Linked DNA regions of Hordeum vulgare: all the other regions are linked to region 3. The links are chromatin contacts, called in public Hi-C maps. All regions are on one chromosome and are shown on one strand. Each heading gives the region's core, a stretch centred on a gene start, on an enhancer-like site or on the middle of the called end of the contact. The rest is flanking DNA. Distances are from core to core; before and after follow the strand shown.

The links. A called contact is a pair of places that touch in the nucleus more often than the background predicts.
Region 1: a Hi-C map of leaf shows a contact between it and region 3, with 7 times the contacts expected there. The contact joins the promoter of LOC123444759 here to the enhancer-like site in region 3. A contact is called at or near these places in 3 of 6 Hi-C or Micro-C datasets (leaf and seedling).
Region 2: a contact with region 3 is called in a Hi-C map of leaf, with 3 times the contacts expected there. The contact joins the promoter of LOC123440446 here to the enhancer-like site in region 3. A contact is called at or near these places in 2 of 6 Hi-C or Micro-C datasets (leaf and seedling).

The regions. Positions count from the first base shown.
Region 1 is chr3H:533,940,279-533,942,978 of MorexV3_pseudomolecules_assembly, forward strand. LOC123444759 (serine hydroxymethyltransferase 7) reads right to left here and starts at 1,375. Exons shown (of 4, transcript XM_045121592.1): 1 at 12-1,375. The coding sequence starts at 1,046.
Region 2 is chr3H:533,884,644-533,887,346 of MorexV3_pseudomolecules_assembly, forward strand. It overlaps LOC123440446, which reads left to right and starts at 1,291. Exons shown (of 2, transcript XM_045117012.1): 1 at 1,291-2,211; 2 at 2,476-2,703. The coding sequence starts at 1,882.
Region 3 is chr3H:533,692,091-533,694,790 of MorexV3_pseudomolecules_assembly, forward strand. No RefSeq gene overlaps it. Among protein-coding and RNA genes, the nearest start is that of LOC123444758, 73 kb to the left of the region's middle. Within about 2 kb of position 1,336, at least 1 of the 3 cell types and tissues checked has open chromatin away from gene starts, as enhancers often do. A contact at or near this core is called in leaf, where this site is marked.

The DNA of each region.
Region 1 (2,700 bases), core at 125-2,624, 250 kb after region 3:
GGTCAATGTACCTTTGCTGCAACAAGTCCGCTAATATGCGCCATGTCGCACATGAGCACTGCGCCACACTTATCAGCTATCAGCCTCATCCGTGCAAAGTCCCACTCCCTGGGGTAGGAACTCCCACCACAGATAAGAATCTTGGGGTGGAAATCCATTGCCCGGTCCTCAAGCTTGTCATAATCAATATAGCCAGTCTGTGGATTCACCTTGTATGACAAGCTCTCAAAGAATATGGAGGCGCCAGACACCTTCTTACCACTAGGCGTGTAGTACCCGTGGCTGACATGGCCACCGGACGGCGGCTCAAGGCCCATGATACGGTCATTAGGAAGGAGAAGCCCTGTGTAGACCGCCAGGTTTGCGGAGGTGCATGAGTAGGGCTGGACATTGACCCCCCAGCAGGCGGGGTCAAGGCCGAAGGCAGTGAGGGCGCGCTGGTGGCAGAGGCGCTCGATGGCGTCGATGTGCTGGTTCCCGCCGTAGTAGCGAGCCCCCGGGTGGCCCTCGGAGTACTTGTTGGTGAGGTGGCTGCCGAGCGCGTCGAGCACGGCGCGGCAGACGAAGTTCTCCGAGGCGATGAGCTCGATGCCGCGCACCTGGCGGTCCCTCTCGCGCTCCATGAGCGCGTGCACGTCCGGGTCGGCCTCCGCGAGCGGCTGGTTCCCCCAGGCGCGGACCGCGCGGCGCCGCGCCTCCAGATCCGCGCCCGCCGCCTGGCGCTTCGCGGGGCGCATGGCCGCGGACGAGGAGGAGCAGGAGGAGGCCTCCCCTCCTCCCCCGCCGTAGAGCGCGTTGCGCGGGCGCTTGACGCAGAGCGAGTGGCCGAGGAGCGAGAAGTGCTGGTCGGCGCCCTCGTCGTCCCCGTTCTCGCCGTCGCCGCCGCCGCCGCCCCCGACGCTGCCCTCCGTCTTCACGTCGTCCGAGTCGTCGAACAGCCGCAGCGGCGTGGCGGCGCGCGCGTGCGCGCGCGCGTGGGCGTTGGCGTGGGCGTGCGGGTGGAGCCCGAGCGAGAGGTCCGACGACTCCGGCCGCGAGAGATCCATACCTTCCAAATTCTCCCCAAATCGCCTCACGAGAAACCGCAACCGTAGCGCTCAGCAGCAGCACCCACAACAACAGACGCAGCACGGGGCGCGGAGGCTACAGCAGCGGCGGAGGCTGGCGGCGGCGGCGGCGGCGGCGGCGGGGGTGGGCGGGGCCGCGGCGGAGGGAAGCATGGGCCGGCTCGGGGAGGGAGGTCGGGGTTTGGGGATTCCGCGGGCACGCGGCGTTTGGAATCTGAGACGGGGTGGAGGAGGAGGAGGAAGGCAAGGGGGATTTGATTGGCTTGGTTGTATCGACGAGGGCCAGGCGATGGAAGGGACGGGGACGGGGACGGGTTGGGGAATGGAATGCGGACGGGGGGACGCACCTGGATGGGAAACCGGACGGGGGCCGGTGCGCGCCCCCGCGGCCCCCGTCCACGTGCCGGTGGCGGCCCGTTTGGGTCCGTGGGCTCGGAACGGGTCGCGGGGTCCGGTCCGGTCCGGGCGACGACTTTGTGCATTCCGATCGCGCTGGCTGGCCGCCTGCGAACGTTCCCAATGGCGTCATCGATGCAAAGGGGTCCCGTTGTTATTTTTATTTTTATTTTATTGCGTAGGTTTGTTCTTTTCGTTTGTTTATTATTGACGAGGGATGAGCTCTCTTTTTTGTGGATTGAAAAGTACGGAAGATGAGGTGTGCGTGCATTGATTGACGATGGCTCTGCCGAAGATTTGGGCCTCCGATCCGTCCATGATCCACGCGTTTGTGTAGAGTAGTAGAGATTTCTTTTTTACTCCCTCCGTTCCTAAATATAAGTCTTTTAGATATTTCACTAGGAGTCCACATACGAAGTAAAATGAATGAATCTACACTCTAAAGTATATATATATACATTCGTATGTAGTCCACTAATGAAACATTTTTAAAGACTTATATTTAGAAACGGAGGGAGTATTTCTTTTGCATGGTTCGAGTTCTGGATTCTGCGGATGAACCTCCTTGTGTTTTCAGCGATGTTCAGTTCGAAGGGATTTCATCTGGACTAGACAGAGTACATATACCCTCTCATTTAGAGCAACTTCAACGGACCGACATAAACGGACGACATTTTTGTTCGTTTTTTGTCTGTTTGGGTTGACCATCTGTCCGAAGTCCGTTCTGTTTTAGAATTGGGTCTGCATTGCGTCAAACGCGTCGATCTGTATGTGCCGGCGTGGCCGGCTGGCCGTCCTATTTCAACAAATAGCTCATTTTGCATTGCTTTTGCATTCAAACATATAGTCAAATAACATAGTTTCTGTAAAATGTAGGTTTTGTGGAAACTGACTCAACCCTTTATGGGCTGGCCTATCTCATATGTAATGATGTACAATGTACAATCAAGTCCTATATCAATACGGTATGAATTTACACAGTTGAGCTATTATACAAAGTCTAACACCCTTCCTCAATCTCAACTCACTCCTCGAGCGTCTAGAAGGTTGAGATTGGGTCTACAGACCTCAAACATGGGAGAAGGTAGAGGCTTGGTGAAGATGTCTGCAAGTTGATCTTTAGAAGAGATAAATCTGACTTGTATTAGCTTCTGTGCAACACGTTTCCTCACAAAAATGATAGTCAATCTCAATATGTTTGGTCCATGCATGAAACATCGGGTTTGTCGATAGAAAC
Region 2 (2,703 bases), core at 41-2,540, 190 kb after region 3:
AAGGCATTAGCCTCCGTATCATTCAGCCGCTTTCGTGACGATTTATCAAACTCCATGTCACTTTCCTGGTCAAAAGTACGCGGGCTAGACTTTTGCTGTTCAACAACGACCCCCTGAGTCGTTTTACCTGTCCATTGTTTGGCCGCAGCCGGGTATAAAGGAGCTTCATGGTCTGGTGGATATTCCCGATCCGATCGAGCACGAACCAACTGATCCGCATACAGATAGGCTCCAAATTTTAGATCCGTTTCCTCAAACACACCGTTGCCACACTCTTTATGGTCATGCCCAATTACACCACATGCACTGCAGAACTTGGCAAGCTTTTCATATCTAACAGCAAAGATATGACGAGATTTGTCCTTGACAATGCTTACGAATTTGGTCAAGGGCTTCCGAATATCATGGTTCACTCTAACTCGGACGTAGTCCCCTCTGAAGTTCCCATTGATCCTGGTCTCAAGAACCTCCCCTGCAGATCGAAGTAACTTGACAATGAGGTCATGTCTGCAGTAGCCATCCGACAGCTTGTGGATTTGTAGCCAGATGGGCATATAGACCATCAGAACGTCCTCTATTTTTGTGAATCCATCATACGGAGCTAGCAGAATAGCCATGTTACGAAAAAGCCATGGTCCATGTTGCGTGATACGATCCCAATCTCCAAGACAGTAGACCTGCACCACGAATAGGTTCGGGCCAATGGGACGAAACCGAACTTGCTGAGAGCAATTCCAGGCTGCTCGCATGTCCTTATAGAACGCAGCCTGGCTAAAAAAAATTGAGTTATGAACCCTAGCTAGGGCAACCCATCGGATCTCCTCTAGTAGCTCAGGAGCATCCTCCTCCACCACAACATCATCAAACTTGTCCTCGTGGAGATCTAACTTGTCGAAGAAGTCACCAAGGTCATCTTCCTTGCCCTGGGATTTGCCGGTAGACGAGGAGAACGGTGACGCTGCCATCGTTATCGCGTGTGGGAGTCCCTCCGCGGTCGCTTGGAGTCACCGGAGAAGCGCGGAACGGGCGAGGAGGGGGGGTAGAAGGATGATGGAGGGCGTGGGATGGTGGAGCTAGCGGCGGACACTCGTCGGCGATACCGGCACCGGTGGACTTGCGGCGGGGTTTTGCCGTAAGGATAGAAAACCTTAGACTACGCTAGGGGATGATACGCACTCCTCGAGTCTAGTGTGGGTCCGGCACCATGTAGGAATTTGATTCTGTAAGCAAATCAAGACTTAACTGCGAGGAAAAGTAAATCGACTGATGTACTGCTCAACTTGCTGAGCAAACGCTCCCACATTTGGCTAGCATTGAGGTGACATTTCTTCAGTTTTCGCTAAAGAGAAGCCCCAAAATACCCAATCTAGCCGGACAAGGAAACAGTGGTGTAAAAAGGCACTCTTTCCCAACCATACCATAACCATACCATGCTCAACCCCTTCCGGAAACCCAGCGAAGCCGAGGCTACCACCAACACGCCCGCTCGTACACACCAGACCTGCTCGCTCCCGCACGGACAACGGGGACAATAAGCCGATCGCGCGCGCGAGGGAGGGAGGGAGGACACCCACGACCCAGCAAAGCGGGCCGGCAGGAGGAGGGCTGCCATGGCCGTGCCGCTGCCGCTGCCTCGCCCCAACCTCATCATCGCCCTTCTCCCCCTCCTGTAGACACCCATCATTGCACTCCACTCCCCCACCCCGATCGTGTCGTCGTGTCCCCAGCTCTCGCCCTCCTCCTCCACTCCCCCCTCGTCTTCTTGCTCCTGCACGCCCGCGCCCGCGCTATATATATCGCCACCCGCGCGCCGTCGGCTTCCTCCAGCTCGACCCCGAGACCTCACCGGCACCGCACAGTACCGCTACAGCAGGCAGAGCCATGGTGAACGCCTTCTTCGCGACCCTGGCGCGGGGGCTGGACGACCTGAGCGGCGCGGGCGGGCTGTCCTCGCTGCCGGCGCTGCTGCGTGCGGCGGCCCTGCTCAGGGGCCTGCACTCGCAGCTCATGCTGCTCGTCGGCCAGCTCCACCTGCCGCCCGGCGGCCGGTGGCTCGACGAGTACATGGACGAGACAGCACGCCTCTGGGACGCCTGCCTCGCCGTCAAGCTCGGCCTCGCCGCCGTCGAGCGCTACTGCGCCGCCGCCTCCTGCGCCGCCGCCGCCCTCGACGACTGGCTCCTGGACCCCTCCCCCCTCTCCACACGCCAGGTTGGTCCCGGTCACTTCTTTGCTTTATTCGGACACGTCCTCTGCGTGCGAGCAGCGCGGTAGCAATTATGATATCTCTTTCGAAGAAAAGAATGGTGATCATGAATGATCATGTCCCCGCCTTTTTTCTCTCTCTCGAACTTCTCTCTGCACTGTGCGATTCAGTCCTGTGTCGTGTGCCATCGTCAATTACTTTGCTTGCTTCTTTTTGCTCTGTTTCTTCCAATCTGATGGCGCGGCGCGTGCATTGGCGACACCCACCAGGTGATGAGGGCGATCTCGGCGTCGAGGAGGGAGGCCATGGCGGCTGAGGAGGAGAACCGCGCGCTGTCCGAGTCGAGGATCGCGCCGCTGTCCCTGCAGCTGGACGAGCGGCGCGCGGCCGACGCCAGGCTCAGCGGCTTCAACGGCTTCCGCGGGCTGCTCTACGCGCTGCACAACGCCAGCTCCCTCCTCCTGCTCATCCTGGCCGGCGGCGCCGTCGCCGGGTCC
Region 3 (2,700 bases), core at 86-2,585:
GTTCACCATTTTTTTAATCACATTTTATTAATTTGTAATTTTATTTAAAAATGTAAATACAAGATTAGCATATATTTTTAATACATGGTCAACATTTTGATTGGAATTAACCTTTTTAAAATACTTCATTGAAAATTGAAATACTTGTTTAACATTTTAAAGATGTTTCATTAGATTTTCTAAATACATGATAATCTTTTTTAGATCATTTTATATTTTTATATACATGAGAAACATTTACTTTATTCACATTTATCATTGGTCAAATACTTGGTTAACATTTTTAAATACATGGTCGACATTTTTTATACACGTTATTAATACTTTTTAAATGCTTGATTAACATTTTCTTAAATAGAAGATTGACATTTTATTAATACATATTCAACTTTTTTTTGTACACATTTTAAAATTTTCTAGATGCTCAGTTAACAATTTTTAATTACAAGTTTGACAATTTTTCTGAATACATGGTAACATTGTTTCTGTACGTGTTTAACATTTTTCAAATGCTTGATTAATATTTGTCAAATAGAATTTTGTCATTTTTTAATACATTGTCAAAAGATTGATGAACAATGTTTTAGTATCCGGCCTCATTTTCTCACACGTACTATAATTTGTTTGTATACATAAGAAACATTTCATTTATACACATTTAATATTTTTAATGCTTGTGCAATATTATTTTAAATTGTGATTATTTAAAATCTTTTTGAGTATATTTATTTAGAATATTTGAATGTATAAGCTAAAGTGATAAACACTAACCTATTTAGGGAGGCGTCTCATGGGAGAGCACGCTAGGTCTCGCTATAAAGGAGACATATCGCTATCCGGGTTTTTGCAGGCAAAATCAGTAGGCCTCCAACCATCTTTTTTCTTTTATGAAAAAGGCATCCACCTCTTTTTACGACCTCTATTAGAGTCGGCTCCACAGGAATTCGGGAATTTTAAAAAATGATCCGGAATTTTGGAAAAATATTCCAGGATTTGAAAAAATACTCTGGATTTTCCAAAAAAATGTTCCGGAATTTGGCTAATTGTTCCGTAATTTGGAAAAATGTTCCGGAATTTGAAAAAATGTTCCGGAATTTTAAAACCTGTTCCGGAACTTTGGAAAAGAAAATCAGAATTTTAATAAACGTTCAGAAATTTAGAAAAATGCTTCGGATTTTTGAAAAGTTTATTCCTAAATTCTAAAAAATATTCTGGATTTTTATCTAAATAATTCGGATTTTATCCTTTATTTAATGTTAGTGGGCCGGTCCAGTCACGATTCATCTGTGCGTCCGCGCGCTGCTGGATACAAAGAGCGTTCAGGAGGTCTTATTTGGCGATGTAGGCGCCTGAATCTGGAAATGGCGCCTACACTGCATCGTCTGTGGGCTGTTTTAAGCTGGGGCCAGGAACAAATTTGTTCGCAAAAAAAGAAACACGTGATAAAATGGTGGCACAGGAAATCAATCTGGCGCCACACATCCATGTAATTGCTTCGCTTAACCACTAGACCTTTAGAATGCTAGTGAAACAATGCAACACAAATTGTATTAGAACTAATGAAGCCGTACTATTTCTTACTCAGCCATTTATTATAGCACTGGGACTTTTGTGTTCATGATTTTTTGTAAAAATAGTTCGTTAAATTTTGAGAAAAGTTACCGATTTTTTTATTCTTTTTTTTTGGAAAAAGATAATTAAATTTGATTTTTTTTTCATCGATTTGGAAAAAAGTTTATTGGATTTCAAAAAAGTTTACCGATTAAAAAAATATCATCAAATTTGAAGAAAAAAAGCACCAATTTTGAGAAAAGATCAATTGCTTTTGAAAAAGAGTTATCTGATATGAAAAAAACTTCATAAATTTTGAAAACAAGTTCATTAAATATTAAAAAAGCTCATCCGATTTGAAAAAGCTCATCCATTTGTTTTTTAAAAAATCAACGGGGGGGGGGGGGGGGGGAGCTCCCCACCTGAATATATTTTTCAAGTCCGTAACCCAGTGTCAGATTAGAGAGTGAATTACATAAGCACGTGTAAATGTGATAAGAAGTAAGATCGACATGAGTAGGCAGCGTGTTTATGATCTGGTTTCTTCATCCTATTTGTCCAGAGTGTGAGGTCATCAATGATTCGCTTGAGAGTGAAGATACTATGGTGATTTTCCTGTGTGAAGGTCATGGCATTCCTCGAGTCCCAAATCTTCCATAGAATAATGAGAAGGATTGAGTGCCATATCACCATGTCTACTTGGGGAGGTAGACAACAATCCCAAAGATCGTCAATGGTATCCGAAGGAGAGAGGGCCATTCGTTGCCATATACGCTGTGAGAGCGGGCAGTGAATGAAGATGTGGGTGCAATTCTCACCATGGAACCCGCACCGCGGGGCAAAGTGAGCCTGAGACGATATGCTTGCGGAGGAGGTTGCTTTTGGAGTTGAGTCGGTCACGAAAGAGCAGCCACGCAAAGATCTTCACACGGTTGGGGACGCAAGAAGACCATATGGACACGCTGTGCGTGTCGTTGTCATCTGACATGGTTAGCTCATATGTTGCCTTCGTGGTGAAGGGAATTCCACCGATTAGGTAGCGCTCATCCGGTCATGGTGACACCTGAAAATCCTGCACGGGAGACAACAAGGAGCACAACTCGGTCGCCGCATTAGAAGTTAGGCGATTCCGAAGGATTGATTCTAAAC